6 separate regions of the Mus musculus genome follow, and all the other regions are linked to region 1. A link is a contact called in public HiCAR-type, HiChIP or PLAC-seq and promoter capture Hi-C data. All regions are on one chromosome and are shown on one strand. Each heading gives the region's core, a stretch centred on a gene start, on an enhancer-like site or on the middle of the called end of the contact. The rest is flanking DNA. Distances are from core to core; before and after follow the strand shown. Region 1 holds the start of 4932412D23Rik (RIKEN cDNA 4932412D23 gene). Region 2 holds the start of Spice1 (spindle and centriole associated protein 1). Region 3 holds the start of Nepro (nucleolus and neural progenitor protein). Region 4 holds the start of Qtrt2 (queuine tRNA-ribosyltransferase accessory subunit 2). Region 5 has its middle 12 kb from the start of Gramd1c. Region 6 holds the start of Zdhhc23 (zinc finger, DHHC domain containing 23).

Region 1 (3,500 bases), core at 70-2,569:
GTTCAAAGTATTTAGTGTGTGTCAAGGAAACCTACGTGAAATCCAGGCTTAAACTTACTTCAAGTCTACCAGAATCTATTTTTCAAGTCTATAATCTATAAGATTATTTTCTGTATTAATAACCAATACTACAAATACAGTTTCTTTGTATGGTTGGTGTTTCTGACAAATCCCTTTCGTGACAAATTAAGCTCCTTAAAAAGTATTAGTTCTTATTTTGGCAGGAATTCTTTTTCTTTGTAGAGTGAAAAGCCATTCTTTTTTCCATCTTAGTCCTTTTAAGGAATTCTTTTCAGGAATCTATCCTTGGCTTCCTGCTGGCCTCAGGCCTCACCCCCTTCCTCCTCCACCCCGCCCTTGCCTGACCAGTATTTGTTAGAATTTGGCTCTGGGGAGTACTATGCTGAGTGACAAATGGATGAAGATGAAGGTTTTATTGAAGCATCTGAACTGCATTTAATTTTCCGTGTTGCTTTATTCCTTCTAGCTCCCAGGATATTGAATTTTGTGGGCTTCAGTTGGGTCGTCAGTACTTCAGGCGTTTAGTAATAAGAAACATAATCTGCTTTTTCCGGTAGGATAATAAATCCTCATTGATATTAAGGGCGGCTCTCTGCAGACGGTTTTACACGGTATTTTTCTGTAGAAACACATTCCCTGGGAGTCCTAAAACTGCTCCCGCCTCTCTGTCTCCCTGGGCCTCAGGTCGCCTCCCGCCCAGCGGTCCCTCCCACCGCCAGGATCCTGCTCGCTAGGACATCCACTGCCCGTGACCACGACACCCCTCCTCCCTGCACTGAACCCCTTCCCTCCCCTCCCCCTCTGGGCGAGCCAGACAGCGGGTAACCGCCGCCTCCGCTGGGGCATCCCGGCTCCATAGGCGGCGCGCGGCAGACACCTGCTTCTCACTGGCCGCCGCCGCTGCCCCTCACCCCGCAGTCCCCGCGACAATTGGCCCCGGGCCGCCGCCCGTCATCCTCTAGCCCCTCTTGGAGTCCCGCCTCTATCCTCGGGTCATTTAAGTTTATCACAAATAAATAAATAAAGGAGGAAATAGAAATGCGTAGAAAGTAAAAGCAGTCAGGAGGGGGCGGGGACGTGGATGAAAAGGAGGGTGGGGAAGTGGAGGAGTAAACAACCAAACTTGATCGTGCCTATACTGACCAATCACCGATCACTACAGTCCGGTCTGACGGCCTCTGTCGACCAATAGTTTCCCAGCTCTTGGATCACTGAATAACCAGAGACAGCTGGCCTCTCTACACAGGGCGCTGGTGGGCGGGAAGAGTTGAGAACATTGACCAATAGACTGTTAAAACTGCTCTGAGTGAAGTTTCCGCTCACCAGTTGATGCTTGAGATAGCGGATTGGGTGTCTCCTAGGCCAATCAAAGATGACAGAGATGAGAGAAGGGGCAGTTAGGGGAGGAGCCGCGGAGGGGAGGAGGAAGAGTGCATTTTGTTTATGGGCGGCAACCTCACGAGGGCTGTCCAAACGCTATTGGTCAGCTGAAGCAGCGAGTGGCATGCGAGCCGCCCAATAGTAGGACAAGGTAGAGGTTCGCGGCTTCGGGCGCCCAATGTGGGCCTTCTGCCGAAGAAGTAGGGGCGGGGGGAAGTTTAGGAGTTGAGGAAAGAAGATTAAAGAGCGCGAGGAGGTAACGCCAAAAACTCTAATTTGTTGTGGGGCGGGCGGGAGGGAGGGGTGTGTGCGTGCGGAGCGCGGCCGGGCGTCTACGAGTCGCGGGGAGTCGGGGGTGACGGGCCGCCGAGGAGGGGGCGGGGTGGGGCCGTGGCGCGAGTTCCGAGCCGCAGCCCGGGGCTTCTGCCCCGCCCCGCCCCGCGCGCCCTCCCGCCGCCCCTCCTCGCGCCCGCCCGGCGGCCTCGCGCGACCCTGCGGGGAGGGTCCGCCGCTGGCCCGGGCGGGGCGTCCGGTCGTTGCCACTGCGTCTAGTCTCTCCTCCCCGCTTCTGGAGTCGCGGCTTCCCAGAAGAGGAGCTGAGGGGCACCGGCCGGGGCTCCGGAGCTGTTGGCGGCGCCGGCTCCCGCCCCTCTCCTCTCCCTCCCTCCGCCCTCCCAGTCGCTTTCCTCCCGCGCAGAGAACTGGCTTCGGAGAACCCGGGCTTGGGCGCGTAGCCCAGCCTGCCTTGCTCTCACCCGTAGACAGGGGGGCTTGGCAAGGATTGAACCCTGTCCTCCTCTCTTTAGCCTTTGGGCCCCTTCCGAAACATTAAAAAAAAAAAAAAAAGTTAACGCTCTCTCATACCTTGAGACATAAAACAAAACAAAACAAAATAACAAAACCTACCCCATCCCCAAATACAGGAGTATGGTTTTGAAGTTCATTCAAATGTGGTCCTCTAATTGTTTTAATGCTTTTCCCTGTGTGGGGGGCTCTCAGTGTCCCCCTTCAGCCCCTCCCCTTCCTAAGGATGCAGAAGAGGCAGGAGGCAGGGATTTCGTAAAAGTTGTATTGATAAACACACTTGCACAAGCATATGCTAGGCACACACACAGACTATAAACATTAGCGAAAAACACAATATGGCGTACAGCTACGCTACCTAGCTCGGTAATCTGATGATCTCTTACTCCGAACCGGGTCAAATCAGGTCTGAAGAAGCAAGACAGTTCTCCAGCAGAAATCTGAATGGCATGGGAAAACATTTGGAAGCCTGCACCTGATGGTATAGTCCTCAGAATCATTGGCCCAGATTTAAGTTGAACATGTTACCTTTTTAGACAGTGAAATTTACTATTTTTTAAACACACACACACACACACACACACACACACACACACACCAGAATGTTACTAAAGTGGACTTTTCTCACTTTGGTATTTTCTGCTATAAAAAATTTCAGCGTATACAGTGATTTCAAGTGAACAGTGTTCCAAGTTACTGCTGCAACTTGTTGCCATTGAAAAACTTAGAACATCCAAATACTAGTTTATGGAAAAATAGTGTGAGCTCTCAATTCAAGGAATCAATGGCTAGTTAACGCTCTCACAGGATTTACTGGGATTCCTGGTTTAGCTTCTTGTCTCAAGGACATTTTTCTATATTGTGGGAATAGACCCCAACCCTCTGACCCTCTCCACAAATGACTATGTCAGGATCTGACTACGTTTTGTATTTTTGCGTTACAGTTAGGTTTGACTTGACTTCTAGGGAAAGTAGATGAAACAAACCAACAAACAACTCGCTTATTCTCTCAGATCCTTGCTCGTTAGAATTCCTAATAAATCGTCAGAGTGCCCACGCAGGTAGGACATGGTGGTACTCCAGCATCTCTTGAATCCTCCCAAGAAACTTGGTTTTAGAATTGTTGAAGAACCACAGATGGTTCTGTTCAGTTGCTCTAGTGTAAAAGCCTAAGATTGGGGTTCTGAATTCCATTGAATTCCATTTGCAGAACTTTGTGTCTGAGGTCAAACGGTGCTGAAATAAACCTGTGAGGAGAAGAAATTGGAGTTTTCTGGAAGTCTCTGAGCTGCCCA
Region 2 (3,555 bases), core at 785-3,284, 1.5 Mb after region 1:
TGAAACATTAGTTTTCTACACTTGTATGAGTTTACTTTGAGTTTTGCTTTACTTCATTGATATATTTGAATGACTGTTTTCTTAGTCAGGGTTTGTATTCCTGCATCATGGCCAAGAAGCAAGTTGGGGAGGAAAGGGTTTATTAAGCTCACACTTCCACATTGCTGTTCATCATCAAAGGAAGTTAGGACTGGATCAGGAAGCAGGAGCTGATGCAGAGGCCATGGAGAGATGCTACTGGCTTGCCTCCCCTGGCTAGCTCACCTTGCTTTCTTATAGAACCCAAGACTACCAGCCCAGGGATGGCACCACCCACAACGGGCCCTCCCACCCTTGATCACTAACTGAGAAAATGCCTTACAGCTGGATCTCATGGAGACATTTCCTCAAAGGAGGCTCCTTTCTCTGTGATAACTCCAGCTTGAGTCAAGTTGACACACAAACCCAGACAGTATAACTGTCGATCCATATCATGACATTATGATTGCTATAATCTTCATAATAAGTTTTAAAATCAGTCATGTTTAGAAATCAAATTTTGTTCTTTTGATTTTGGCTATTGTAGGTCTTTCACAAGAATTTCAGAATCAGTTTGCTAATTATTTTTCTAAAGAAAATGCATTTTAATAGGTATGAAATACATAAAATAAACAAGATATATATATATATATATATATATATATATATATATATATATATGGAAAAGAATAAAACAAGGAAGCAAGTGGAACAACATATATTATTGTCCTACTGTCTAGTTTGTTTCTAAAGAGAAATTGTTATATACCCTTTTTATGTTCTTGTGCACATATGTTTTTAGATTTTTTTTCTTTATCACTAGTTTTGATTGATTTGATTATTATGTACTTTGTAGTTTTCTTGTGTGTGTGCATGCGCACACATGTTTCATTGGGTTTTGGAAGTTGAAGGAAAAGATGAACTCTGTGGGTAAATATGTTGATAGAAGGCAGAAACAGTGATGGAAGCGGATTTAAGTTTTCTGAAATTAATTCAGTGTTAAAAACGAAATGAGAAGCAAGTCCATAGACTGGCATGAGGTTAGAGGAGATAAATAAGAAAGTATACTACTGTTATCTAGGGGAGTGAGAGAATTAACGGAGCAGAGACCTAACAGGATGCTCCATCAACTTTAGGTAGGGGCTTACCTAAAGTTGGGGGGCATGAGTCAGCATGGACAAGCACTTAGGAGAGCCAGTGCTGGTTACTTGGCAAGTGACTACAGCAAGTTGGAGAGGAAGGGGTGATGACGATTACATAGACAACACGTCCACATTGGATCAGAGTGGAAAGTCTCAGAAGGCAGTTCATTGCACCTGGATGACACTGAATATACACCTGTTGATCCGTGTGTAGCTTTCCCCTTAACAATTGAAGGTCAGGGGTTTCCAAGGAACTTATCAAGGGTAAGACATTCATTGTAAAGTCCTTAACATGATTTATGAAGTTATGCACATCCTGCCTCCACCCAAGCACAATCACCAAGTTTTCTCAACTTCTATTCCTCCATTGCAGTTTGACGTACATCCTTGCACAGGCAATTCCCTCTGTAGAAATGCTCTTTCTTTTTAAATAATCTACTCCTCCTTTCATTTCAGCTTTCCTGCGATATTGAAATATTCCCATAAGGTCACTATCTAGTTTGTACAGTTCCTTCTTAGCATGTATACAGTTTTCACCTTATACATTTCGGTCGTCAATAGCTTGCTGCTATGGGGTTGTAAACTTGCTGAGAGCAGGGTCAGTTTTAGTTCCCGGTGAACCTAGCGCGTTTGGCTCCACTGGGAGGTAGCAAGACATATTTCTAAGCAAACGATCAAAAGTTAAGGCAAGGAAGTGCGGTATGTGGAGGTTGGTGTGCAAGTTTCTTTTGGAGACTTCTAGAGGCTTATGACAGGCGCGCCATTTGGCCCTTTGGGTGAGAACTGCAGAGCCCCACGCCAGTACCGCCTCTGGGTCGCCTCGGAGGAGCTCGCCGGATGTACGCAAAGGCGTGGGGGCGGAGCTCTGGTAACCCAGGCAACGGCCCGGAAGCCACTTTCCGCGTTCCCCCGTGGCGGGCTCTGTGGTTCTGGAGGCTGAACTTTTAGTCGGGGCGGAGGCACAGTCGGCCAGCGGCAAGGCAGGTTGGGGTGAAGCGGGGGCATAGGGCGAGGAGAAGCGGCCGGCGTCTCCGCCTGGGTCTCGGCGCCCGGGTGGGCGTGCGCACCCCAGGGCCGGCCGCTCGCCTCGCAGAGCCTGAGAGTGCGGTTCCGGGGAGCGCCTGGATCCCCCGCGGGACAGCGGGCCCCGCGCACGCGCGCCGCGTTCCCGCACCCTGCTGGCGGGAGAAATCCCGAGGCCGGCGGGTGATGCAGTTGTTTACTGTCCCGCTAGGGAGTGGCAGAGTATCGGGTGTTGGGACAGGGCGCGTCCTTTAAGTTGAGCGTTTAGGTGAGGGTTTCTAAGGAAGGGGCCGTTTGAAAGTTTGGGACAGGCTTGAGCTTGGGAGTCAAAAATAGGAAATTGTTCCAGACAGTGCATGGCACTGCTTGTGAAGGTCACAGCTGGGTCTCAGTATGGGTGGGAGGGAAAACTGGGGCCGCACGAAGAGCAGCTCTTGAAGTTGGATTTTTCTCTACAGTGGGCTCCATTAAAATCTTACGAGGGAGTAAAACGTTGAGATCCCTGTATCCCTGTATCCGGGTAAGATTGATGGCAGGGACAGTGTTCTGGTTGTCCCCCAGTTTGTTTTCATACTAGTTAAGGTAAATCTGGTAGAATTCCACCATCCCTCCTTAAGAGCAGGCAAGGGCTTCCAGTGGTCTTTTGTATAGCCCTCAAATTGCAGGGGCCCTCAGTTAGCTTTTAGACTGTTATTGTTCAGACTGAAACAAATTCTGTAAATGTTCCACACACACACACACACACACACACACACACACACACACACACCCACTTGCAGAGAACATTTTCTTTCTGATTTTCTCCCCCCATCCCCCTTTCTTTTTTTGTTTTTTTCAAGACAGGGTTTCCCTGTGTAGCCCTGGCTGTCCTGGAGTTCACTCTGTCGACCAGGTTGTCCTCGAACTCAGAAATCTGCTTGCCCCAGCCTCCCAAGTGCTGAGATTTAAGGCTTGGGCCACCACTGCCCAGCATTCTGATTTTCTTTTATTTACTCTTTATTTTCAGCCCGACTTTGTGGAGGGAATTAAGGAGAGGAGGCAGCTTTTCTTCATGTGTATTGAAGATTAGGAACTTCCTTGACACAAAGAATTAACTTTCAGGCTTGCCTTTTGTAAGAAGTTGTTTAGTTATGATCTTTTGAGAAACGTACCTCTGAGAGGGCACAGGCTACTTCTCTGTTTTGTTTTATTTGGTGCCTAGCAAGCACGTTGAAAGTTACTTGATAACGTGGAGTGGATGGATGAATGGGAAGAAAACCTTACAGGAAAATTAATAACAGGCTGTTCAGAATTGTTCCTAGTAGAAATGGAAAAGAACGGACAGATGGGCGGGATATTTCAAGGAAGGATTTATAGATTGTGTTACATAGCA
Region 3 (3,987 bases), core at 976-3,475, 1.8 Mb after region 1:
ATTCTACTATCAAACTATTAGAAAACAACAAATTTCTTACAAGGTTATAGTGCAATCACTATAATTTCCTATTTTCTGCTTTCTTGCTATGTAGTCCAGATTGTAACCCAAACTCAAGGAAATCCACTTTACCCAGTCTGAGTGCTAAGATTACATGTGTGAAACCAAGCCAGGCTTATTTCTCATTTTAAGGAATACAAAAGAGACTGTGTATGTGTGTCTATATATGAACACGCACATGCATGCAGTAACAAAGGACATCATTTTTTCTATTTAATAGTACCTCACAGTTATTGTAATACTCATTTCTTGGATTATTAAGGTATGTAAGGTTTTACATATTTGGTGGCCATCTGTGTCTATGAGTCCTTCTCTAGAGTCTACAAGTTTTCCAAGCATGACTTAAAAACTATCCTGTACTTCTTCCATGTGCCCAGTTCCTAGAAGCTTCAATTTCAGTATGTATTGCTCATAGAATATAGAACACCATTCCCTTCTCTCTATTCTTCATTATGACCGTGAATCTTCCTTTAGGAAAACACAGACCTCTCATTCTTTCGTTCCTTATCTCTATCATTGCATCACAAATATATCTCTGTCTACAGCTGCCTTATCTTTTCTTTCTGGCTCATAATACAGCTTTTTTAATGTTCAAGTGGATTATTTTACTTAAACACTTGAGTCTATCTCTCCTTGTCTCTGAACAGGGGGAGATATTGCAGGATGCTATTGTAGTGACTTTGAACATGGAGGATGTGGACATGTGCCAAAGAATGCAGCAACCACTAAAAGTCTGGAAAAGTCAAGGAAACTCTTCTTTAAAGCCCTCAGAAGGAAACAGCCCATTAAACAGCTAATTTTAGCTCAGTAAGACTGAACTGGGGCTAGGAAGGCGTTTCAGAGGGTTGGGATGGAGAAGGGATGCCTCTGGGGACTGATCACCAAACACTGAGTTCCAGGATCAGCGGGAGAGCCTGACTCAGAAGCAAAGGTGGGTAGTGGTAAAGGAAGACCCTGACCACTACCCTTAGCCTCCAACGTGCACACACGACACATCTCCAACTAAAATATCTTCTGTCTTCCACAAGTCCAGAAACATTATGTTGATTCTGTTAAGTCTGTGGTAATATGTTACAGCCCAAATAGGAAACTAACACACAGGTAATTTGGTAGTGCATTAGAGGGGCATTTAAGTCGTTATGGTGTGAGGATAGTTTACGAAGTGTTATTAAAGATAGTGATCCCAGAGCTGACTGAAGAAGTGAGATTGTTTCAAAATGGTTCAAATGAAAGAGCAATTAAGCTGGGCAGTGGTGGCACACGCCTTTAATCCCAGCACTTGGGAGGCAGAGGCAGGAGGATTTCTGAGTTCAAGGCCAGCCTGGTCTACAGAGTGAGTTCCAGGACAGCTAGGGCTATACAGAGAAACCCTGTCTCGAAAAACCCAAAAAAACAGAAAAAAAAAAAAAACAAAAAAACAAAAACAAAAACGAGCAATTATCTGTAAGGAACACACAGGACAGAGAGCATCTCAGTAGGGCAAGATTACTTGCGTTAAATACGTCTAGTAAGAGTAAAAATTTGTACAGCAGGCACTGTTCTAAGAAGTCTTTACCCCCAAGCACACTGAGGTCTGAAGAAATTACCTTTTTGGGATAATATATGGTAATCCGCAGACATAATGAAGCAACTTGGCAGTCTCACTTAATGCCCACCAACTGCTCCTCTCCACCCTGCGAAAGAAACCTTATGAACAGAAGCAAGAAGGCCCCAAGGACTTAAAACGAACAATCACCAGTAATCAGTGATCAGAACCAGCAGAGCCTGGAATATTTTGTCGGAGAAAATGACGGTGATAATGGGTGGTCAAGACAACCTCTGGGTTTTTTGTAATTATTGAAGTTGAGCTATATCCAAGCTATATAGTTTTCCTTGACTACTCCAAATAAATCGTGACTACGTGACGAATGTCACATTTGCTGATATGATGCGAGTTCTTCTTTTCAAAATATCCGAGTAAGAGTTAAAAGGCTGGGCCTCACTCGGATCCATCAGTAAAATGCATAGCTTCGAAGTTGCTCTAAAAATGTAGGAGCCTCAGAATACTCTAACACGTTTCTCCTTTCCCAGCGGGTCTAACGGGCCGTGACTCCGCCCCGGGGCGGGCCCCACACCTCCGGCCCGCCCCGCTCCGCCCTCGTCCCCTCCCTCCCTCCCTCTCCTGCCCAGGCCGCTCAACTCGCTCACGCTCCGCTCGGCCTTCCCCGGCCCTCCCACGCCGCTCGAGATGGCCGCTGCGGTGCGGCCGGGTGCGGAGCCGTGGAACCGCGTGAGGATCCCCCAGGCGGGGAACTGCAGCACGCTGACCGTGCGGGACCCCAGCGCCACCCTGGGTGAGTGTGGCCGGCAAGGAAGTCCTAGCGTGTCTCCGGGAACCGGCGGGCGGGCTCACGTGGGACGGGGTGGGACTTCCTGAGCGCGGGGCACGCCGGGAAGGGGAGCGCCAGGCGGAAGGTCCGGCCTGGATAGTGTGGCATGAGGATTGCTGGCAAGCGCCTGGGCTTCGCCGTGACTGTGCTGGAACAGGAGAGCACGACTAGTCCCGGCCCTGCATGTGTAGCCCCCAAACGCTGCCTGGGTCCTGTGCTGTCCCCAAGGATCGGGGCTGTCACCCAAGTACCGTACGCCGGGGCTTCGGACCTCCGGCTTGTCTCTAAAATACAAGAGCTCGTTTTCCCCTTACTGGGCGAGGGAGTTACTCTGGTCTCTCGGTTCTTCTCAAGTGGGGAAAAATGAGATAGTTAGAGCAGTTTGTTTAGAAAACAGGGACTCGCAAAGAGATGTGTGTGGGGGTGGGGTCTGTGTTGTGAGTTTTAATTTAGTTTGTTAGTATATATGCTGTGGAGGTGTTAACCATATAAGAGGGATCGGGCGATTTGATTTACCCGCTCCCAAATCACGGGCCGGCTCTCGTTTGGAACGTTCTTCCCATGATCCTTTAGAAAAGCCTATTGGGTGGGTGGGACGAAAAGATGGGCCCATGCGTATGGCCAAGCCGAAATGAGGATTCTCAGGATTCACGTGGTAAAAAGCGAGAACCAACTTCTGCAAGTAATATGTTCTACATCTCCCCCTGGATTTAATGCTGTGCTACAACCCCGACCCCCCCAAAACGTAATAAAATATTCAAACCTAAATATTATAATGAGGTGGGGGTCTTTCGAATTGTGAGTTAATACCTGGGTTGCCTTAGTTTTTTGTTGTTGTTTTTGTTTTTTGAGACTGAGTTTTCTGTGTAGCCCTGGCTTTCCTGGAACTCACTCTGTAGACCAGGCTGGCCTTGAACTTAGAAGTCCCCCTGCCTCTGCCTCCCCAGTGCTGGGATTAAAGGTGTGCGCCAGAGCGAGAGCAGCCTACCTAAGCTTGAAGGATGTTTAATCACGAAGGGACATTCAGCTACCGGGAGACACAGCTACGAAATACTGTAGTTTTCACGGTTACATCCAACTTTTTGTTTTTGAAGCTGCTTTTGGTCCTATGACTGTCAGTTACTTTTTGTTATTTCTAAGACAGGTTTTACCCCAGTCAAAAATGGGGATAAAAAATAGTACCAGCTTCTTGGCCATATTGGGGAAATGAAAAGGTTGATACCACGAAGCATTTGTAACAGTGCCTGGTTTGACAGTCAAATGACCGTAGCTGTCATTACAGACACATTTGGTAATTGTTAACTAAGTACAACCTATCGAGTATTCTCACCCCTCTTCCCATCTATCTTTCCTACGCAGTTTTAAGTTCTTTCTAATTCCTTAGTCACAATTTTAAAAACAGATTACTATGGGAAATTCACCAACTCCTCATCACCCAGGTAGCTGATTTAATTTCTCCAGATAGGACAGAGCTTTTCACTTAGAATGCTTGTGTTTCCTTTCTGAGCCACCAGATGGAGCCTGACGCCTGCTTCCCAGCTGCTCATGTTCCGATTAG
Region 4 (3,997 bases), core at 1,155-3,654, 1.0 Mb after region 1:
ATTATGTACACATAGAAAGAGACTATGAAGAACTTCCAAACAATTCGATGCACCAAGCTGATTCAGAAATGATGGATGTCGCAATATTTTAAAATTCTTTCCCTAATTGGTAGGGGAGAGAGAGAGATACACTAACAATACTAAACTTTATTAGGCACATGTGTTAAGAGTTTGGAAATATCCCTCATGGGAATGGATGATGCTATCCAAACCTGTTAGAAAGAAATACAGAAGAAATTTGAAGAAATATCCAATTATCCAATGAAAGTTTAAAAAAATAAATAAGAAAGAGATAAACCCAATGAGGCACATCAAAAATATAAGATGCAGGTCTGGGGAACTGGCTCGGTGGTTAAAAGAACTTGCTATTGGTGCAGAGGAACCAGGTCTGGTCCCTAGTCAGCACATGGCAGTTTACAATCACTTGTAACTCCAGTTCTAGAAGATCGGGTTTCCTATTCTCACTTGAGGGTACCATGCACACTTGTGGTATACATATATACATGTACACAAAAATATTCATACACAGAAAAGAAAAATAAACCTTTAAGAAACAAAGAAAAGGAGGAAGGAAGGATCCAGCAGAGAATGCTGGCACATAATTTAATTCTATCACCTGGGAGGCAGAGAGACAGGCAAATCTCTGTTAAGTTTGAGGCCAGCCTGACTCTAGAGTGTGTTTCAGGCCAGACAGGGCTACAGAATGAGACACCACCCCAACAACAAAAAAAGCAAATGGTAACTTCATCCATTGAAAGGCCTAACAATCATAGTAGTTACATTTATTGGGTACTTACCATGCTTGATACATTAACTACATTAACCCTCAAAACAAATACAACACAGACCCTACTCACCTTTATTTTATAAACTAGTCAAGTGAAGCTAATAAAGTCGCTGTGGGGTGTGAGTAAGAATGGCCCCCACAGGCTCATATATTTGAATGCTTAGTCACCAGGGAGTTGTACTATTTGAAAGGATTAGAAGGATAAGAGTTATGGACTTGTTGGAGGAAATGTGTCACTGGCTTTTAGGTTTCAAAAGTACATGCCAATTCTCTTTGTTCCTATGGATGAGAATGCAGTTCTCAGCTACTGCTCAGGCGTCTGCCTGCATGCCAACATGCTTCCTGCTGTGATGATAATGGACTAAACCTCTAAAACTGTAAGCAAGCCCTCAATCAAACGTTTTCTTTTATAACAGTTGCTTTGGTCATGGTGTCTCTTCACAGCAACAGAACAGTGACTAAGACAGTTACCAGTAGTAACTGGCAGAGTTGTTACTGGAATTATAGATGTATTAGTTTTAGAGGCTATAATATAGGCTAGTGGCTTAAAAGAAACTGAAATTTGTCAAATACAATGTTTCCATATTAACTGTGATAGTTCCCATTTTGCTACAGTGTAATTGTTCTTTTCCCATCTTGCCCCTCTACCTCTAAGCCATCTTCTCCAAATTGACAGCCTTTCTCCAGACTCATCCAAACATTTAAACACACTTGTTCTCCAAAAATGGACACACACTGTATTATATGCACTTCTCTGAACTCTGCTTTTCATTCAGGAAAAAATAGGCACACCTTCCAAAAAATCGCCATGAAACTAACTCTTCCAAAAGAACTAACTACCATTGAGACAGCGGAAAGTCTGAACGTAACACAGCCCATTCAACAATGTTCTTACTGGTTCACACTCAAGTTAGAGGGCAGGTGCTAGGTCTATGGGGCACAGCTTTCCTTATCATATTTCCACCAGTTTATAGTTTGGTTTAGATTCCCTGGCAGAATGTTTTACACACGTTGCTTTTTCAATCATTACAATACTCCCAGGGTTTAGGTACAATCCCATTTTGCCAGTAAGTAAGCTGAATTGCCAACAAGTGGCCGGGTCCAAAGCTCCAGTTCTGAATTTCTGCCCTGCCTTGAAAGCACACACGCCTTCAGTGGGCTGTTCATGACAACATCCAGGCATGGCTATTTAGATTCAATTTTCCCTTAGTTCCATTAGCCATCCCAGGAGCCCTAGACTTTCCTATTCGTATAGCTTCCCAAGTAACTGCTAAACTCAGAAAAACTTGCAGCTGAGAAGCTCATTCTCTGGCAGAGGCCAGGAGAACGGAGGTCCTTTTCTTTCTGAACTGTAACTGGCAATCACACTGGGAGACTCGGAGCTGGCAAAAGCCTAGACCAACAAGAAACCAAGTAATGACGAGGTGGGAACAAGACTGCAACGCAATAAAAAAAAAAAAAAAGTGGGCGCTATTCACCCTCCCTCAACAAGGAAAAGGAACACTCACCGGTTGATAACACAACTCCGCACCCTCAGGACCCTTAAACTCTTCGCAAGAGATAACACGTGTTCCGACTCGTAGAACCCTTGGCCCACTAAACCACGGTCTCCGCCGCAGAGCCAATCCGGAATTTCTGCGTCATCACCAAGCGCCAGAATTACGCAAAGGCCCTGCTAAAGAAGCCCAGTGACCTCCGCCGATGCCATAGTAACAGCGTGAAAGCAAGCTTCCCGCGCAACGCCTCCTGGGAGTAGTAGTTCCGGAATGTCTGACCCCTGTCTAGCTGCTAGGTGGCAGAACTACAACTCCCAGAACCACCTGAAAGCAGTCTGGGAGGAGGCGCAGTTGTCTCTGTTGTGGCCGAAGTCTAGGCCCGAGAGTGCAAAACGTGCTGCTGGCGCCCCAGGGAGGGTCCGCCTCAAAGAAGAAGATGGAGCTGAGTCGCTGGAAACGGTTATCAAGGAAGCTGAATCTCAAGGTGATCCCAGTCGGGAGCTTTGAGGAACATGGGCCGGCCCTAGGCGCCACACAGTCCTGAAGCCAGCCGCTTCCCGCCCTGCGCTTCCTCACTCTTCCCCCGGGGGCATCCTTACCTGGCCTTGGCTACCCTAGAGCCTGCACAGCCCTAGGTAGCGTGATTTAAGGAGCCAAAGGGTCTGTGTACTCACTACTGTGATGGGCTGCATCCTGTAAGGATTATTTCTATCTATGGAGAGGTCTCCTAGTGTCCATCATGGTGAGGGGAATTTGCCCCTAATCCTTACTCTGCCACCAATTTTAGGAAACTTTCCGCACATTTTCTTCTGCCCCCTTCAAATCTGAGTTAAGGGGTCTTTAAAAGGAAAAAAAAAATCATCACACGAAATTCTCTGACGTTATCCCTTATATCTTTCCCTTTCCAGTTTTACACAAGGTATCTAAAATGAACCCAGAAGTCCAGATGGTTGTATCTCAATACTTTATCCATATGGTTATCTCTAAATTTCACGAGCATTCAAAGTTAGAGCCTCCCTGTATCTCTTACCTCTTCTGTGTATTAGCACCTAAAGGCATCAGGAGGTTGAGGAAGAATTGGGGTGGGGGTGGGGGGTAATTAAAAATAAAAGAGACACCATTTAAAACTTGGAACATTACAAAAGTCACAGCCATGCAAAGTCACAGCCACACCAAGTGTGCCTTCCAGAATACCTCTTAACAGTCACAAAAATAGATGCTTTAAATGTAAAGGAGAGTATTGAAATGGAGGGGCTTCAGCTTTCAGCAGCAGAGCAGTTTCACCAGCTGCTCTTACCTTTCAGTTTTACTTTCCTGTAAAAAGAAAAAAAAATCCTCTTAGACGAGTGGCTTTTGTGGGGGCCCCAGGTAATCATTCTTGTGGGTTATCCTAAATATAGCAGCTGTGTGCACAGGGCACATTCCGCTTAGTGAAAACCATGCTCCAGATACCAGAGGGCACAGGCCAGAGCATTAGTGAGTGGAAACTGAGGTTGCTCCATTGCATAATAGATGGGGCCCGAAATAGCATATGAATATAGATTTGATGATGCAAGGCAAAAAAAAAAAAAAAAAAAAAATTGGGACAACTTAGAACTACAAAAAGAGGGATTTTTCCCCCCTGATAGTGCTCATTATTACTGTCTAGAGGATAAAGTAAAATCCATGAGCGCCTTGAAATTCAACTGTGTTTGAATAAGATCAGCTCTTTCTT
Region 5 (3,504 bases), core at 236-2,735, 1.2 Mb after region 1:
AGCATTCTCGGTCCTAACCCATGTAAGTTTGAGGGATGCCCTCCTATCCCGTGCCAGGGCCGCCTTGGCATTAGCTCACATGCCTATAACTCAAGCAATCACTTCATTCTTCCTCCTAGCCCTCAAGCACGTTCTTTGTTATTGTATAATCTATAATCCCAGATAAGCATTATGAACATGACTGTAACAGAGGGGAAAATGGCTCAGAGGGAAAGCGTGCTGCACAAGCACGGGTGCTTTCAGAGCTCCAGCATCCATGTACAGGAAGCCAGGCACAACAGCACACACGTGTAACCCTCAGCCTTGGTTGACAGGAAAGAGAACGGCAGATCCTGGGGGAATCTAGCAAAATGGGTGAGCTCCAGGTTCAATCAGAGACCCTGTCTCTAAAGTAGAGAAGGCCAGCAAGATAGTGCAGGGGGTAAAGGCACTTGCCACCAAGTTCGATTATCTGAGTTTGACCCCCAGGTCCCACATAGAGCAGACTCACACAAGTTATCCTTTGACAATACATTCCATGGCATACATGCCCAAACACGTACATGTACATATATACAAAATACATGAAATGAGAGAAAGCTAAATCTGGGCTAGAAAGATGACTCAGCAGTTAAGACTCTGGCTAGTCTTCTCGAGAACCAGGGTTTGACTCCCAGTACCCTCGTTGTGGTCTACAGCCCTCTACAACTCAGTTCCATGGAATCTGCAGCCTTCTCTGGCCACCCCAGTCACTGTGTGCACACGGTGCACAGTCATGAAAGCAGGCAAAACATCCATACGCATAAAATAAAAGCAAATAAGCCTCAAGAATGTAATTTAAATCTAAAACATATACTGACATGGAGAACAGCCTAGGAAAGCCATCCAGCACCAACCTCTGACCTGAACACCTGTATGCACCAACACATATATGCATACAGCGAGCACACACAGTTTACAACAGTGTATTCTGTATCTCTTGATAGTTTTACTAAAATGTTCATTTAATTTAAACATTCCCCTCCTCCTATTGCCAAAAATATTAACTCCTTCTTTCTTATAGTTAAATCTAAAAATGTTAGACAATACCTCCCCAATTTATAAAAGTGCTTAACAAATATATGTATATATATATATACACATATATATGATATATACATAAACATTTTCAAATAGAATTAAATTAAAAGTGATTCTGAGAGAAAACTTCCTTTTTAAAATGCCATCATCATAAAATGCAGCATAGACTTCATAGGTTTGAATAACATGGGCTGTACTCGCCCCAGAACACAACGGGACTACAGGGCAGCTTTCCTCTAAACTTACCAAAGTACTTCACAAACACAATAATTAATCCTCAGTGGCCTTCTTGGCCTCTTTCGACAAAATGTATACTTCAGCTTTAATTAACCCTACGTGTGCCTACGCATCGGGCCTGCAGGGAGTTTTCTCCCCACTTTCAAGCAGAACATTGTAGCTGCGAGTAATGTGAGCATGACCATAACTCAGCGAGAAACCACAGAACTAAGATGTCTGGCTCCTTGGACAACCTAAATTACAGCTGGACTGTGATTAGAGGCTGGCTTAATACTTTCCATATGCTGATCATTATTTGAGTGTAGTATAAAATGAGTATGCTTTATTCTTAAATGTTTTAGAACAAAAGGATAGAAGGGCATGGTTGACTTGAATTCTGAGCACTTTCAAAATTCTCCTGCTCCATCTTCTCTTCCTATTTACTTTCTAAGATTTATATCACCCCTATTCTATGTTAGGAATTTTAAAGATCATAGTGATTTAAGGTGAATACAGAGACTTTCATTTTAGTTACAAATTTCAGAAAACTATAATTTGTTCACTTTTAAAATAAAATCACCAACTAAGCCAGCTAGTAAGGAGATGAGTTTACACAGTTGACAAATATTTTCTAAGGGGAACTTAACCGACTATCAAAGTAAGACAGGAGGGCCAGTGATCAACACCTTATTCACAGAAGTACTGCATCTAGTTAAGTCACCCTCTAAACACACACAACACAGAACCCCAGAGGCCCCTTCCTACTCCCACAAGTGGCTAACTGCACATCACTAAGAGAGCTAACTCAACAAACAGCCCTGTCGCAGAGCTGTCTGCTTGGCCTCTGGGATTTTAATCCATATGGAATATATCATTATTTTAGTTGGTAAGAGAAAAAAAAAAAACTCTCTTTTTTTTTCCCTTTTGCCATGTACTTTTTACTAACAGGTAAAAGACAAAATGTATAAATATTTATTTGCCATTAACTTTATTTTCAATTTCACTTGTTACCATTTTTGGTTTCATGAGGTATAAAAGTCGACAGTGAAAGTTATTTCTCATAGTCTAGGATTAAGCACTGCAATTCGTGTAAGTAAATAAATACATATAAACACACACTCATATATCCCAGCTTTGATCACAAGAGTTAAGTAGAAAACCTGAAGCTATGGCTCTCACCATCAGCAACTATGGAGACTTAGTCCTACCAATACCCTGCATTTAAGCAGTCTTACAAGAAAGACACATATTAGCACATCTATCTAACTGCATACCATTCGGACTGACCTATATTGTCAGACTGTGACTCAATCTCTATTTTACAAGTGATTCCACTGAAGTCAGGTAGGCTGTAGGGCACCCTAGACGGCAAAGCCACTAGGGGCAGAGCAGACGCTATTTTATCCCCAGTGTTCTATTTTCAAGCTAATTCACTCAGGTATGTCACACTGCCCTCCAAGTTCACTATTGTGGAACAGCTGCCTGGATGTATTATTCTTCATTACTGCCTTTTCCTTAGTTCTTGAAACATCAGACTTTAAGAAGTCTGTGGCCTGTTTATCAGACACCTTCCAGGAGCTGTGCCACAGCTTTGGTAATGACAGCAGCTCCTCCCATAGGCATGTAGGGTGCCAGGAAGCCTGTCCCCTGGAGACCCACAACTCTGGTTGTGCGTCCCCTGGTAACCCCGAGGGACTGAAGGGTAAGATCAAAAAACGCAGATCACGGGAGGAGAAGCAACAGGGCTCAGGGCAGGACACGCGCCAGGTGTTGGAGACACATTCATACAACACACAGAGTACGCTGTGGGCTGGGGATCTAGCCTAGTGGTGGAGCATTAAGTCAGCATTCAAAAGTCCATGGGTTAGATCCCTGGAATTAAAAGAAGAAAACAGGGGAGGGACCAGACAGCCCATAACAAGGAGTTTGAAAAGCAGTACAAACCTACCTGGCACTGCATCCTCGAAAGAAATTTTGGTAGCTATGATGCCGCATGAAACCTGATACTTCATCTACTTTTGCTTGAGCCAACCGGCACATGAACTGTGAACTATGAACAAGAGCCAAGAGGTGAAGCTCTGTCCTAACGTACACTAGGACCTTGGATTTACACCCATTAAAGAAAATTTAAATAAAAGAAACTTATTAGAGTTGTATTCTTATAGAGACAGACAACTGTCATCTTTGTAAAGTAAAAAGGGACACAGCTCTTGGTTCCCCGACTCTGAA
Region 6 (4,052 bases), core at 563-3,062, 1.1 Mb after region 1:
CATTCCTTAGTGCAAAGTGCTCTATTTTCCTCAGGATGGATTTTAGACTAAGTCTCAAGAAGCTATATTTAAGGCTACCTATTTAAAAAGAAATACTATAGAAAGAGACAAGGAACAAAGAGGTAATGGGCTTTACCAGTCAAGAGTGACAGAAGACTGCAGTGGTCCCCATGCAAAGCTGTTCTTGGCCTGATTAACAATCTACAGTCACCATGACTGTGTAGCCAGAAGGGACAATTTCTGGGAAAAGCTTGTCTCCAACATCCCTCTTCCTATCACTTTATGCCTTCCATAAGCAGATGTTTAAAATATATATATTTAGAAAAATGGCTAAAAGCAGTTTATTGCTGCTTGATACAAACTGGTTTTAACAGAGGTTAAAAACTCTCTTTTTAGATAGCAATCTCCATCGCTGAGATTGTGGTAAAAGTAAAGGCCAAAGATAAGACAATATTCCAACCAGGACTGTGTTGCTACACACAGAAAAACAGTCACTCCCCACAAGGTGTACATGGCCTCTCTCTCTGGAAATACAGGGTGAACTGAGAACAGAGAAGCTATCTTTTACCCTTCAAGTTCATGTGACCACGTGAGAACAACCCCATGCATGGGTCCTACTAAGATCACTGAAAATACAGAACTTTCTGGAGTGTCCATTTAAACTTGCAGTGTGTGTGCTGGATTGCGTTCTTATATACATCTAATCTACCCTACTATCCTCCATGATCCTTTAAAATGAAAACTGTTAAAATCCTCACACCTGACAGCAAAAAACCAATCCTCTATTTTAGATCCTTTGGAATAGCAAGAACAAACCTCAGCATTCTGGACGGCAAACCTGAAGGAATATATATACATATGTAGGTCTCAACAGAACCAGTGGGGTCAGCATCTGGAAACTGTAAGCTTACCTGTCACAGCCTTCATCGAGGTCTTGACAATCACACAAACAGGCAGCCACGTGGTTCTTTTCCCCATTTCGATCTATGTATTCGCAACAGCACAGGGGCTCCAATTCAGGTTCTTCGGTTTTCTTTTTTTTGACTGGCTTCATATTGCCCTTTAGTGTACGGATTTGTACCTGTCACCATGAGGCATAAGAAGCTCACAGAAGGTAAAGGTGGCAAGAACTCAACTCACATCCTGTAAACACATCCTTGCTTCTCATTAACGCCAACGCCTGAGCAATAAAAAAATGAAAAGGGGGGAAGGGTCCTGCTTTCATCAGGCTTTTCGGGCTCCGCGTGGCCTGACAGGAGGGTTCCTTGACTTCTGGGGCTCTGAGCACCTTCCCCTCCCCTTCCCAGCTAGGCTAGCAACATCTGGGCACCAGCCGTTCCCATGGCGACAGCCGACCACGCGGCCCGGGACAGCAGAGCTAGGGCGGCCCAGTTCACCTGAGGGTGCCGGCTCAAAGGGCCGGGCTGTCCCCACCCCAAGGCTGCGCGCCGTGGAAACTCACCCTCGCAGGTGCAGGCAGCGACGCCCTGGCGCTGCAACCACCCACCGGCCCGGGGATGCCAGGAGCCCCAGCAGCCCCGAGGTCGCCCGTCCAGCCCACTCCGAACCCGCCGCTCCGAGGGCGTGGGCGGGCCTGGAGAATGACCTTGGCGGGGAAGTTACCTGCCCTCCCGACAGAGGCGGGGACCGGGAGGAGGACCGACTCCCCTGGGCGCGGCTGAGCCTGCGACCCCGCACGGCAGGCTCGGGAGTGCCGGGCGGAGTCGCCCACCTGTGAGCACCGCCGGTGCGCGCGCCTGCCGAGCGAGCCAGTCGCCCCCGGTCGCCGCTCCGCAGGTCGGCGCGCGCTTCCGGGTGCCCCGCCCCCGGCGCCGGGATCCCGCCGCCCGCACGTGCGCCGCCTGCCCACGAGGCCCCTCCCCCGCCGCGCTCCGGCCGGGCCACCTCGCACCTGCGCCGGGGCCCTCGCGGTGCCGCCGGGGTGCGGGATCGGACCCCGGCGCTCGCGCGCCGCCAGAGTTCCGCCGGTCGCCTGCGGTCCTCCAGCGCCGGCAACAGGCGTTGGGGTTCGATCCGCACCTTGGCCGCCTTCAGAGGTGCCACCCCACGAGTCGCCCGCCTTCCCTTGAGGCCCGCTGTGGACCCCAAGCCCGGCTTATCCAACTTGTTCTCGCTCGCGAGTCCTGGAGGATGGAGCTGCTTTCCAGCCAGGCCTCGGTGGTACTTTTGATTCAGTAGTCTGCACATTTGCAATGAAATTGCCCAAGAGAGTCCCCTCTGGGTTTGTATTGCAGCACAAATCTGTAAGAACTATGGGCCTACGTACAGGTTTTCCCTACCCCAGGCTTTCTAGGTTTTGGTTTGGTTTTAAGCAGAAACAGAAGAAAAAACGACAACTTAAACATTTCCGGTTTTATTGAAGTCAATCCATACATAACAGATTAAGATCTCATTAATTCTACGTACATATTTAGTGTTTTATCTACAAAGTGACGTTGGTAATCTTTGAGGTATATGGTGAAGTGCTTTAAGAGAAACCACAAAAGCATTCACTTTGACAGTTAACATTTTTCTAAATTTAACAATCTGAAGTTTCTAATCCAGTCACTCAAACTCACAGCCAGAGACTTCCTATGTTCTTATCACAAACAAAACAGAACAGAACAGAACAGAACAAAACAAAGCAGAACAGAACAGAACAGAACAGAAGGTATTACTCCGAAGCCCCCTGCCCCAGGGAGATTAGTTAGGATTCATGAAGAGAAACCCTTCCCTTTAGCCAGTATTTTTATTCCCTACAGGCGTCTCAAAAACATTGTTAGCAATGACATTTGGCTTTGGTGACACTGAGGGAAAGGAAACATTGACTAAAGGCAATGGATATTCAATAAAAATAAATATATGTGCGTGTTCTAGAAAGACAGCTAGAGAACAAAACAATAAATACGTCCTGAACATTTCCTAAATCCCGGGGGACGCAGCTAATTTCAAGTCAAGTCGCCAAGTCCTTATTTTCACAAACCACTGGTGCTGACACAAGTGCCTGAGTGGTTTTCCCGAGAGCCCAAGCTTGCGCCTCTCAACTCCGGTCAGCTTGCATGCCCCCCAGTCTTTATTGCTGAGTGCAAGTTTGTGTCCAGCTTATAATTTGCCAGCAAGACAAGTTAGCTGCTACTGAAAAGTGATTAATTATTTTCTACCTGATGGGCCACCTCTATCATGGGTGTTGCTAAGCTGAATCTAAGCATTACTCATGGACTCAATTTGATCTGTCATGGAATGCCCAGATTTTATAATAATCTTACGACTTCTAAAACTGAAAGTAGTTCATTATGAGCATTGATGTCCTATATACTTCCTTCTCCTAAATTACTGTTCAGTCTTTTTGATATATAAAGGATAATCTCACCTTTGGTACTTATACGTACATACATATATGCACACACATATGTATATATATGTACATGTATATATGTGTGTATATATATACATATATATCCCTTCATTCAGATACAACATGGCCAATGACTCTTTCGGACATACAAAAGGTCTGACCATTGGCCTTGAGGCCAAGTCAAGGAAGGCACTGTAAAATTTAAAGATACAAGCCTGGAATGTATGCACTTGGAAAACGATCCTTTAAGGTGATAAATGATTGAGGGGTTTCTTCTTACCTTTTTAGGCTCTTAAACTCAGTTACAAACGCAGCCCCCCACCCCCACCCTGGGCACACAGGGACTCTGTGCTAACATAAATTTAAAGGATCAAGTAGCAAGCCTCACTATAGAAGAATAGCCATCCTACCCACAGTGCCTTCCTTCCCCTTTTGTGTCACAGAATTTCAATTCCAAAATATATTTCATGGTTCACTGGAGAAATTCACAGCTTAAAAGTATCTATAAGAAGTGAAAAGATAGAGTCTTAAGGCTATTGGAGAGTAGTCATTGAGTAAATGTTATTTAAATACAGCTTTCCTGGTAGAAATCCTGGTAATAAAAATATCAGAAATGTCCTTATGACAGTGACAGTCTTCATCCTCCGATTCCTTCCAGATGTTGCCTTCTAGGTCCAGATGTCTCTTTGGTTTCCAC

What was found. Promoter capture Hi-C pulls out the DNA fragments that hold promoters and counts their contacts. HiCAR-type assays count read pairs that join an accessible place to other places. HiChIP or PLAC-seq counts read pairs in DNA pulled down with a chosen protein or histone mark. Capture Hi-C pulls out chosen DNA fragments and counts their contacts.
Region 2: a contact with region 1 is called in an H3K27ac HiChIP or PLAC-seq map of thymic regulatory T cells, with 7 times the contacts expected there. The contact joins the promoter of Spice1 here to the promoter of 4932412D23Rik in region 1. A contact is called at or near these places in 3 of 39 promoter capture datasets (hippocampal neurons, liver and pre-B cells), 1 of 484 Hi-C or Micro-C datasets (regulatory T cells), 2 of 115 datasets of contacts at active chromatin or transcription factors (embryonic limb bud and thymic regulatory T cells) and 2 of 9 other capture datasets (adipose tissue and liver).
Region 3: a contact with region 1 is called in a promoter capture Hi-C map of liver, with 2.2 times the contacts expected there. The contact joins the promoter of Nepro here to the promoter of 4932412D23Rik in region 1. A contact is called at or near these places in 2 of 39 promoter capture datasets (liver and pre-B cells), 1 of 484 Hi-C or Micro-C datasets (rod photoreceptor), 1 of 115 datasets of contacts at active chromatin or transcription factors (astrocytes) and 1 of 9 other capture datasets (liver).
Region 4: a HiCAR-type map of astrocytes shows a contact between it and region 1, with 4 times the contacts expected there. The contact joins the promoter of Qtrt2 here to the promoter of 4932412D23Rik in region 1. A contact is called at or near these places in 18 of 39 promoter capture datasets (the 3T3-L1 cell line, 3T3-L1-derived adipocytes, the C10 cell line and 12 more), 12 of 484 Hi-C or Micro-C datasets (CD4 T cells, CD8 T cells, the G1E-ER4 cell line and 8 more), 6 of 115 datasets of contacts at active chromatin or transcription factors (astrocytes, epiblast stem cells, extraembryonic endoderm stem cells and 3 more) and 3 of 9 other capture datasets (adipose tissue, embryonic stem cells and liver).
Region 5: a promoter capture Hi-C map of liver shows a contact between it and region 1, with 2.9 times the contacts expected there. The contact joins the enhancer-like site here to the promoter of 4932412D23Rik in region 1. A contact is called at or near these places in 8 of 39 promoter capture datasets (the 3T3-L1 cell line, cranial neural crest, hippocampal neurons and 4 more), 4 of 115 datasets of contacts at active chromatin or transcription factors (astrocytes, embryonic forebrain, forebrain and 1 more) and 2 of 9 other capture datasets (adipose tissue and liver).
Region 6: a promoter capture Hi-C map of embryonic stem cells shows a contact between it and region 1, with 3 times the contacts expected there. The contact joins the promoter of Zdhhc23 here to the promoter of 4932412D23Rik in region 1. A contact is called at or near these places in 11 of 39 promoter capture datasets (the 3T3-L1 cell line, cranial neural crest, embryonic stem cells and 6 more), 1 of 484 Hi-C or Micro-C datasets (CD4 T cells), 5 of 115 datasets of contacts at active chromatin or transcription factors (astrocytes, embryonic forebrain, forebrain and 2 more) and 2 of 9 other capture datasets (adipose tissue and liver).

The regions. Positions count from the first base shown.
Region 1 is chr16:42,874,268-42,877,767 of GRCm38.p6, forward strand. 4932412D23Rik (RIKEN cDNA 4932412D23 gene) reads right to left here and starts at 1,320. Exons shown (of 4, transcript NR_040521.1): 1 at 1,165-1,320. It also overlaps a transcript of Zbtb20 not described here.
Region 2 is chr16:44,345,367-44,348,921 of GRCm38.p6, forward strand. It overlaps Spice1 (spindle and centriole associated protein 1), which reads left to right and starts at 2,035. Exons shown (of 18, transcript NM_144550.4): 1 at 2,035-2,140.
Region 3 is chr16:44,722,076-44,726,062 of GRCm38.p6, forward strand. It overlaps Nepro (nucleolus and neural progenitor protein), which reads left to right and starts at 2,226. Exons shown (of 9, transcript NM_145972.4): 1 at 2,226-2,393. The coding sequence starts at 2,288.
Region 4 is chr16:43,887,272-43,891,268 of GRCm38.p6, forward strand. It overlaps Qtrt2 (queuine tRNA-ribosyltransferase accessory subunit 2), which reads right to left and starts at 2,405. Exons shown (of 9, transcript NM_001356329.1): 1 at 2,296-2,405. Ccdc191 (coiled-coil domain containing 191) reads left to right here and starts at 2,631. Exons shown (of 16, transcript NM_027801.1): 1 at 2,631-2,767. The coding sequence starts at 2,720.
Region 5 is chr16:44,051,961-44,055,464 of GRCm38.p6, forward strand. It overlaps a transcript of Gramd1c not described here. Among named protein-coding and RNA genes, the nearest start is that of Gramd1c, 12 kb to the left of the region's middle. Within about 2 kb of position 1,486, at least 16 of the 459 cell types and tissues checked have an H3K27ac peak or open chromatin away from gene starts, as enhancers often do. A contact at or near this core is called in liver and second pharyngeal arch cranial neural crest, where this site is marked.
Region 6 is chr16:43,977,997-43,982,048 of GRCm38.p6, forward strand. Zdhhc23 (zinc finger, DHHC domain containing 23) reads right to left here and starts at 1,813. Exons shown (of 5, transcript NM_001007460.2): 1 at 1,463-1,813; 2 at 912-1,180. The coding sequence starts at 1,054. Gramd1c (GRAM domain containing 1C) reads right to left here. Exons shown (of 17, transcript NM_001359085.1): 17 at 2,354-4,052. It overlaps Gm46552 (a long non-coding RNA gene), which reads left to right and starts at 1,877. Exons shown (of 2, transcript XR_001781930.1): 1 at 1,877-2,242.